Linked DNA regions of Xenopus tropicalis: region 1 is linked to region 2. The links are chromatin contacts, called in public Hi-C maps. All regions are on one chromosome and are shown on one strand. Each heading gives the region's core, a stretch centred on a gene start, on an enhancer-like site or on the middle of the called end of the contact. The rest is flanking DNA. Distances are from core to core; before and after follow the strand shown.

The links. Hi-C and Micro-C count contacts between places; a contact is called where the count stands out from the background.
Region 1: a Hi-C map of gastrula embryo shows a contact between it and region 2, with 2.7 times the contacts expected there. The contact joins the promoter of znf217 here to the enhancer-like site in region 2. A contact is called at or near these places in 4 of 5 Hi-C or Micro-C datasets (brain, gastrula embryo, liver and 1 more).

The regions. Positions count from the first base shown.
Region 1 is chr10:34,567,636-34,572,454 of UCB_Xtro_10.0, forward strand. It overlaps znf217 (zinc finger protein 217), which reads left to right and starts at 3,561. Exons shown (of 6, transcript NM_001045782.2): 1 at 3,561-3,645.
Region 2 is chr10:34,501,468-34,506,566 of UCB_Xtro_10.0, forward strand. No RefSeq gene overlaps it. Among named protein-coding and RNA genes, the nearest start is that of bcas1, 66 kb to the left of the region's middle. Within about 2 kb of position 1,879, at least 5 of the 11 cell types and tissues checked have an H3K27ac peak or open chromatin away from gene starts, as enhancers often do. A contact at or near this core is called in gastrula embryo and liver, where this site is marked.

The sequences.
Region 1 (4,819 bases), core at 2,311-4,810, 68 kb after region 2:
CTTTTATCGGTTGTACGAAAATATCGCAATTGCCTTCCGAAAGTCACAAAACTTTCGGATCCGAACGTTCGCAAACGGCACGAAAAGCCCTTCTGGCTTTTAAATCTTCAATGTATGATTTTGGAAGCCTTCCATAGGACTCAGTGGCACTCGACAGATCCAACCTGGCGAAAAGAGAGTCACGATACCAAAGTTTGAATAAATTCTGAAATGTTCGTAGTGTTTTTTGTGGAACTTAATATAAACCATGAAATGGACATTCGGACATTCCGAAAAGTTAGAAAAATACAATTATACCTCATAAATACTTAATCAAGGTTTTGTAAATGGGCCCCCTACTGTCACCATCTTGTCCCTTCACATTTAGCACTGGGGTGCCCAAAGCAAAAGAAAGAAAAGGTGACCCAGATATTACAGGTGGTTATAAAATGAACCCTACAGTGCTGCTATACAGACAACCAAACAACAATGATGTCATTACATAATATGTCTAAAAAATCAATTTTGGGGGCCTTTCTTCTGTTTCCAGTTGTTCCAAATGCATCAAAGTAACCCACATTGCCACTAAAGCAGTTTATTATACAAAAAAACCACAACACCTTATAATAATTAAAGTGATTGTTTACCGGCCTATGGCCAGAGCGGTGTATTAACAGTTAATAAGATGGCAATTTTGTAACTAAGCTTTCCCCAGTTGCCTGTCACATGACCCCCTCCTTTTCCCGCCGCCCAGTCACAATAAAGTCAAGTCACGGGCAACGGTCTAACTGCCGTGCGCGCTCCCGCCTAGCCTGTTGCTGTGCCTGCGCAGCGCCTAAGAGGATACTTAGAGCAACAGCTGTGCAGTGAGGCACAGAGGTGAGGGCCACAGTGGTGCATTCATATGCAACCCACACCCATGTCACACCATATAACTATTAATGCTGTGTTTGTGGGACCCTCTCTGACTCTGTATTGCAGTATAAGCGGTGTCCTGCTGCGGATAGAGGGGCTGGGACCCCTGCAGTATCCATGTTACATGGTTGGGCAGCTGGAGAAATCCCCCAAGTTGTACAGGTGTATATGGGTGGGCGGCTGCTGACATAGAGATAGCTATATATTAATTGTACTGCAATATATGGGGACTGCTAAGGGCAGAGGAGATGTGACCCCCCCCCCCTAGTATTCTGATTGTTGGTTAGGGGGGTGATTGCAATATATTGGGGGTTGCTAAAGGTAGTGGGATGTTAAGGGGTTAGAGACCCCATATCAATTACTATACATGGGGGTGCAACCCGCCCCCTAGTATTCTGATTGTAGGTAAGGGGGTGATTGCAATATATTGGGGGTTGCTAAAGGTAGTGGGATGTTAAGGGGTTAGAGACCCCATATCAATTACTATACATGGGGGTGCAACCCCCCCCATGTATTCTGATTGTAGGTTAGGGGGTGATTGCAATATATTGGGGGTTGCTAAAGGTAGTGGGATGTTAAGGGGTTAGAGACCCCATATCAATTACTATACATGGGGGTGCAACCCCCCCCCCAGTATTCTGATTGTAGGTAAGGGGGTGATTGCAATATATTGGGGGTTGCTAAAGGTAGTGGGATGTTAAGGGGTTAGAGACCCCATATCAATTACTATACATGGGGGTGCAACCCCCCCCCCCCCAGTATTCTGATTGTAGGTAAGGGGGTGATTGCAATATATTGGGGGTTGCTAAAGGTAGTGGGATGTTAAGGGGTTAGAGACCCCATATCAATTACTATACATGGGGGTGCAACCCCCCCCCCCCTAGTATTCTGATTGTAGGTTAGGGGGGGTGATTGCAATATATTGGGGGTTGCTAAAGGTAGTGGGATGTTAAGGGGTTAGAGACCCCATATCAATTACTATACATGGGGGTGCAACACCCCCCCCCCCCCAGTATTAGCTATCTCCATTAGCTTAACAGCTGTATATAGAGGGGGCATTAGGTGCTGGGACTCGGGGGGTACAGAGGTTGAACCCAATTTCCTAAATAGGGGGTGTTGGTACCAAACACAGAAAGAATTGGACCCCCCCCCCATTTAGGGGGCGGTGAATGAATAGAGCATGGCATAATTCCTGGATTATGGGGGGGCACCTGGGAGGGAGGAGTAAATGACCTTTACAATGTATATGTTTTGTTGGGGGGGGTAGATAAACGTGGGAATGCGCAATTCTTTCTATATCCCCCACACCCCCCAGTCCTGGTCATACTCTATTATATACTATTATATAACCGGCTCTCCTGCTCTATATATGAAACCAATATGAAGGGCACTGCTTGTGTGGTTATGGCTGATATTGGGGGGTAAGTGTAACTAGTAAGGGTGACGGGTGACTTCGGGCCACAATACATGGGGGGGGAGGGGGCGGGATCATACAAGGGACATGGAGTATAAAGAGGATGAGTGTTCCCCCCCCCCCCTCACACTCAGGAAGTGCCTTCCCCAAATAAGAAGAGGCAGGTACAGCTAATGCTGGGTATGTAACTCCCCATTAACCCAACCGCTCTCATGTACATAACTAGAGAAAGGTAACGAGCCCCCACCCTCTGCTATTCTTCTTCTTCATCATCCTCATCCTCCAACAGCCGGGGGAAGGGGGGAGGGAGGGAAGCTGCAAACTTCTGCCATTCAGCCCTCCTCCTTATTTACTATCAGATCATCTACAGGCACTAACTGCCTGCTCACTGCTGGGACTCCTTCTGCTGCCCCTGATCCGGTCTGTATACCTGTGTGTGTGTGAGTAGGGGGGTATATACTATGGTTATTAAATACTTATCTAAATATGTTTATATAGGAACACCCCCACCAACTCTTCTCAGAGATTCCCACTGCTGCTAGTTCTGCATGGCTCAATCTTACTGCTGCTGGTATTGGTCGGTGGGGGGAGGTTAAACTTTTAATATACGTTTAATAATAAATATATATAAATTAGTAACTACAGATCTGGTAAATATACTTCATTATATATATATATATATATATATATATATATAGGCACACATTGATTTAATCAGTGAAGAATGTTAGGGAATATACATATTCTAGTCTGTGTATAGTCTGTATGTGTATATAATGTTTGTGCTTGCTAAATAGCCATGTTTGCTAATATTTAAACTCCCCAGGTCTGTCCCTTGTTTGTGGGAAAGCAGATAATAACACCAGGCTGGAACTGAGCTGCCCATCAGGGGGGCTTCAGTGAGGGGGGGGGGGGATTTGGAGAGAGGTAATCTGTGGGTGGGGGGTAGGGTATGAAAAGTTCTCCTTTTGATTTCATTTAGTCGAATTGAATCTGTTTAGATCAGTTGATAGAGTGTAAGTTCCCTATATGCAGAAGATATCTTGTAACAATGCAGCTGCTGCTTCTTCTTCATTGTGTCTCTTTAAAGCCCATCAGGAAGACATTTCTCTTTCTTTCTCTGTCTCTTTCTGAAAGCTGCAGACTTTCTGTGGCGTCTGTAATTAATAGGTTCATGGGACAGGTTTGTTATGCAAGTGCTGGGGAGGCTACAATACCATTAGAGAGAGAGAGAGGCTCACTTAGCACTTGGATTTCTTTCTCTGCTTCTTGCCTGGGTTGGACTGAGCATTGTGCTCTAAAGGTTACACTGTCAGCTGTGTTCCCTGCAGCACAAGGTAGGAGAGTCTGCTGATCCGCCAGTTTGGGGCATTTTTTAAGATGACCTTGAAAGCCTTTTCTGTCTCTCATTATGTAGGAAGCAGCAGTTCACAAGAGCAAAGTGAAAATAGGAAGTGAAGGAACACTAAGATTCAAGCCTATGGCATTGCTTACAAACCTGTTTGTTGCATTATCATTTTAGACTTAAAGTTTTTATGTTTATATATACATCCTGGAGTTTAAAAAAAAAAAAAAAAAAAAAAAAAAAGCTGGCAAAAGATTTTACAGTACTACATATATATATATATATATATATATATATATATATATATATATATATATATTGTGTTAAACTACAACCCCCAACAACCTCCACATAACCATGTGAGTTCTTTAGTTTAAAAAAAAACTGACCCAGTTATTGATATAGGTGGGCTGTCTCTGCAGTATCAAAGAGGGTAACCTTTTCCCTCTTCTGCTTTTGGTTGGCATAGAGTTATAGGTTGTTTTCTACTACTAGGGCCTTCCCCAATGTGTTTGGAGTGAGGAACAGGAGTCGGTTACACTGTTCTGCAAGATGTCCGCCAGCCTTGATATCTTATCCCTGCTAATGCATGCACAGGAGTAGGTACAAGCACCCTTTGCTGTTAGATTAATAGTTGTATGTGTGGCTGCTTTGCCCTTTCCTTCATCTATCAATCTGAATGATTGGGAAATGTTTCTTGGAAACTTTTGTCTTTTTTTTTTTTCCATGGTATTGAGAAGTGCATAGATTGAACCATGCTGCCAGGTGTAGGGAGGAGGAGGAGGAGGAGGAGGAAGAGGGGGGTGGCTGGGGGCTTTTGTGTATTGCAAAGCAATGTGTTGATGATCCTTTGGCAACAAAGGGATTCATTTAGTATGATTTACAGATTTCTTTTTTGGAGCCCCTTTACGTTTTTCCTTTTTTGCAGAACCAGTTGGATCTCTCTAAAATCAATATATAGTACAAACAAAAGGTAGAGCAGTGTTTATAGTTTGGGGGGAATTGTGTAAAAAGCCATTGCCCTGAACTATAGTATTTAACTAGCAAAGTGCCTTTCATTTGGCAACACTGGGAATAGACACACTTTGTTAAAGAGTAAGTTTTATATCTCCTGATAAGTTAGTATCTACCGATATGCTTTCAGGATAGTAAAATTTGGGTAAGGT
Region 2 (5,099 bases), core at 629-3,128:
AACTGGCCTTCAGGCTGGGCCCCCTTAGCTCATAACAAGGTTACAGATATATAGACACATTGGGGTAACAGTCACCCTGCTATAGTTCCAGGGGTACCCAGGGCACAAATAAGCACTCACCCCAAATCTCCCCCTAACTGGCCTTCAGGCTGGGCCCCCTTAGCCCATAACAAGGTTACAGATATATAGAAACATTGGGGTAACAGTCACCCTGCTATAGTTCCAGGGGTACCCAGGGCACAAATAAGCACTCACCCCAAATCCCCCCTAACTGGCCTTCAGGCTGGGCCCCCTTAGCCCATAACAAGGTTACAGATATATAGAAACATTGGGGTAACAGTCACCCTGCTATAGTACCAGTGGTACCCAGGGCACAAATAAGCACTCACCCCAAATCTCCCCCTAACTGGCCTTCAGGCTGGGCCCCCTTAGCTCATAACAAGGTTACAGATATATAGAAACATTGGGGTAACAGTCACCCTGCTATAGTTCCAGGGGTACCCAGGACACAAATAAGCACTCGCCCCAAATCTCCCCCTAACTGGCCTTCAGGCTGGGCCCCCTTAGCTCATAACAAGGTTACAGATATATAGAAACAAAAAAAGGATAAATAGATGATAGATTTGTGCTGTAGTCACGACCCCTATACATTTGCCCCCACCCACTTTCTGCAGCTTTATTGAACAAATCTTTTCTCTTGCTAAGGGAGAGATCATATAACCTGTAGGTAAAACACTTGGATGGTTCAAACACATGCTTGTTTTAAATATCCCATTGGGAGACAGAGAGAGGAAACAGGTGAAGCACTTTCCGTTTTGGAATACATCTTGTCTCTACATTCCGGTACTATTGCTGCAACACAGGGATAATAGTAATAGTTATGCTAAGGCCACATGTCTCTATCTGCTGTTTATTAATCTTGCAGAAAAAAAAACAAAAAAAGAACTGATCTTTACTTACTCATATTGCTTTTCTGTCACTTTCTGGTATTGTAGTGGTTTCTGAGATATTAGCAGTTTCTAACTGCCATTACCAAAATTTTGGTTCATTTGAGAAACAGCAACCCTAGGGCTGCCGGCTAACTCATGATGGTGAAAGTCTTTAAAAAATGTAGTTATACTTCCCCTCTATTCCTTCTGCTTTTGCCCTAGTGACTCAGTAGTTTCTATATAGTTCAGCAGGAGCAGCTTCCATGCAAGGAATGCAGCACTTCAGGGTAAGAACAGGGAACATATTGTATCCTAACAAGCGGATTGAACTTAGGGTAATAGGCATGTAACCTCGGCTGTTAATGGTGCTTACAGATCTGTGAATTAGCAGAACATATGCTGTGCATTAGCTCCTGGGGTTCCCAATATAGGCACCTGTACTCACTTAATGGCTTTAGCAGAGCTGCCTGGGAGAGATACAGGGAAAGTGGGACTATACGGGAGCTGAGTCCCAGCCTATTCCATGGGGAAGGGCATTGGAAGTCGGAGTGCGCTCCGTGTATCCAAAGCAGCCGGGATATTAAATGGTGCACGTTATAAATTCAAAAACACTCAGGATGCTGCAGGAACGGAAACGGATTATTTTAGGTGCATTCCAACAACTATAAAGCAAAAATCTCACAAAGATGCATAAGGTTGATCATAATACTGAGCCTCATGGTCCCACAGGGTGATTACTCGTCTGTGGTTAACCTTGGCTACTGCGGTGACTGGGGCAACTAATCTCCCCGAAATGTCTTCCCATCAGCAATAAAGTGAATCATTGTTGGGAAGCCATACGCAATGCTTTGTTTTCTGTATTCATGTAAAGTTTCCTCCTGCAGGGATCTGTGAAGGTGTTACTGGCTCAGCTTTCAATTTTTAGCCTTTCAGTCTCCATTGTTCTTTGGCTGCCCAGCTACATCCGACTGCACTGATGGACTCAATGGTGAGTTTGGTGTCAGCGAGGGCATGCACAGTAAAATGGGGTATGGAACAGCCCCCTACGTTTGTTCATAGCCTTTACAGAGAGATACCATAAAACTATGGCAGCATAGGGATTCCCCTGTACTAAGCACAATTCAGCAGGAACAGCCCCCTAAGTTTGCTCATAGCCTGTACAGAGAGATACCATAAAACTATGGCAGCATAGGGATTCCCTGTACTAAGCACAATTGAGCAGAAACAGCCCCCTAAGTTTGCTTCTAGCCTGTACAGAGATACCATAAAACTATGGCAGCATATATATTCCCCTGTACTAAGCACAATTCAGCAGGAACAGCCCCTTAAAGGAATATTGTCATGGGAATACACATCAGTTAATAGAGCTTCTCCAGTAGAATCCTGCATTGAAATCCACTTTTTACTATTTTCTGCAAACAGATTTTATATTTAATTTTGAAATTTCACATGGGGCTAGCCATATTCTTCATTTCCCAGGGTGCCACAGCCACATGACTTGTGCTCTGATAAACTTCAGTTACACTTTACTGCTGTGCTGCAAGTTGGAGTGATATCCCCCTCCCCCTCCCAGCAGCCGATCAGCAGAACAATGGGAAGGGAGCAAGATAGCAGCTCCCAGTAGGTATCAGAATAGCACTCAATAGTAAGAAATCCAAGTCTGGCTTGGGACTCCTCCAGTTACATGGGAGTAGGAGAAACAATAGGTTAGCTGAAAGCAGTTCTAATGTGTAGCGCTGGCTCCTTCTGAAAGCTCAGACTCAGACACAATGCACTGATTTGCTATTTTCTTTACTAAAAATAATTCAGCAGGAACAGCACTGTTAGAGATACCTGAACTCTTCTGCCCTCCTTTTTTTTCAAATAATTATCCTCATGCTTACACAAGCAAATACAGAGGAAACCAGTTTCTTACACTGTTCCCAATCCCAGGGTGTGAGAGGCGGAGAAAATCAATGGATATACCTTCTACTTAAATAATCTCCTTAATTGAACACCACCCTGTGTCTTCTACTTACCTGCGCCTCCCTCTTCTAAATCACTCAACTACATTCTTCATCTACATGGAGATCTTCCCCCAGCAGCCCAACAGGTATTCTGTGTAACCAATGGAAACCACTTCATCTCTATCTCAGAGATGGGAGGCCCTACACGCACACACATATATGGGTGCCCATATAGTAAGAAATTCTCTGAGCACACAATATGCTAAAAAGAAGGTTTTCCCAGCCTAAAAGGTGTGTATTCCCTTTAATCATCCAGGATTGGCTTTACATTAATGACATTATGATAAATGCCCTACTCTTGGGAATGTTTTCCTTGAAGCCTATAATTACTAAGTGTTTCACTCTCAGCTGAACACTCATTTGGGTGTGATGCCTCACTGACCGTTCTATTATGAGCATCACCGGCCCTGCTAATTATAGAATCTCAAGCCATTGCTGCTATGAAATGGGTCGGCTAAGGATCCTTTAGGCTGAATCAGCACTTTTTTTGTAAGTATCCTATCCAAGTGATCTCTAAATTATTGTACAGGTATGTGACCCGTTATCCAGAATGCTCGGGACCAAGGGTATTCCAGATAAGGGGTCTTTCTGTAATTTGGATCTCCTTACCTTAAGTCTGCTAAAAAATACAAATAAACATTAATTAAGCCCAATAGGATTGTTTTGCCTCCAATAAGGAGTAATTATACCTTAGTTAGGATTAATTACAAGGTACAGGTATGGGATCCCTTATCCGGAAACCCGTTATCCAGAAAGCTCCAAATTACGGAAAGCCTGTCTCCCATAGACTCCATTTTAATCAAATAATTCAGAATTTTAAAACTGATTTGCTTTTTCTCTGTAACAATAAAACAGTACCTTGTAATTGATCCCAACTAAGATATAATTACCCCTTATTGGGGGCAGAACAGCCCTATTGGGTTTATTTAATGGTTAAATGATTCCCTTTTCTCTGTAATAATAAAACAGTACCTGTACTTGATCCCAACTAAGATATAATTACCCCTTATTGGGGGCAGAACAGCCCTATTGGGTTTATTTAATGGTTAAATGATTCCCTTTTCTCTGTAATAATAAAACAGTACCTGTACTTGATCCCAACTAAGATATAAATAATCCGTATTGGATGAAAAACAATCCTATTGGGTTTAATTAATGTTTTATAAATTTTTTAGTAGACCTATGGAGATCCAAATTACGGAAAGGCCCCTTATCCAGAATACCCTTGGTCCCAAGCATTCTGGATAATGGGTCCTATACCTGTACTGTTTTATTTTTACAGAGAAAAAGGAAATCAGTTTTAAAAATCTGAATAATTTGATTAAAATGGAATCTATGGGAGATGGGCTTTCCGTAATTCGGAGCTTTCTGGATAATGGGTTTCCGGATAACAGATCCCATACCTGTACTTTTTTGTAACTATCCAAGTGATCACTTAATTATTGTGACATTATTCCCTTAACTCTAATGATGACCAAATCTGTCTGGTTTCGCTTTGCTAAAAAATTGGCAAAATGGCAAAAATTGGCAAAATACATTGGGGTCAAGGGGCGTTTTATCCACTGCAACTTGTTTCATGGTGTGCAACTTTTTTTACTGCTCAAAAGTAGTCTGGGCATTTTTTTTGTAATCTTTTTTTTTATATTAGCGTGATTGGAGCAATGAGGTATTATTAAACCTTCCTGGGAGAGGTACCAAACCTCATAGCTCCAATCATGCTAATACAATCAACACCTTACATTCATGAGATCCCTGAACCCATGCTGGTTATGCTAAACAGATTATTGGAGCAACATAGCAGGGAATTTAATTCCAGGACGATCTTTGTACAAATCATTATGAATTGAGAAAGCCAGTCGGATGCCTGCCTTCTAGAAAATCCACAGTTTTTCCAGTCCAGTTCATTGAACATATTACTACAGATATCTATTAGGTAGACAGAGGGTGCCCAGCAACTCTTAAAGTAAAAAATCATAATCCTTCTGTGTGTAGAGATGTAGTGAACTGTTCGCCGGCGAACGAATTCGCGCGAACATCGGGTGTTCGCAAGTTCGCAAACTTTTCGCGTATGTTCGCAATTTGGGTTCGCGTGGCGTTTTCCCTCTGCGTTTTTTCTTGGCCTAAAAACGCCGCACAAGCCACACATGGTGTTTTTCAGCAAATC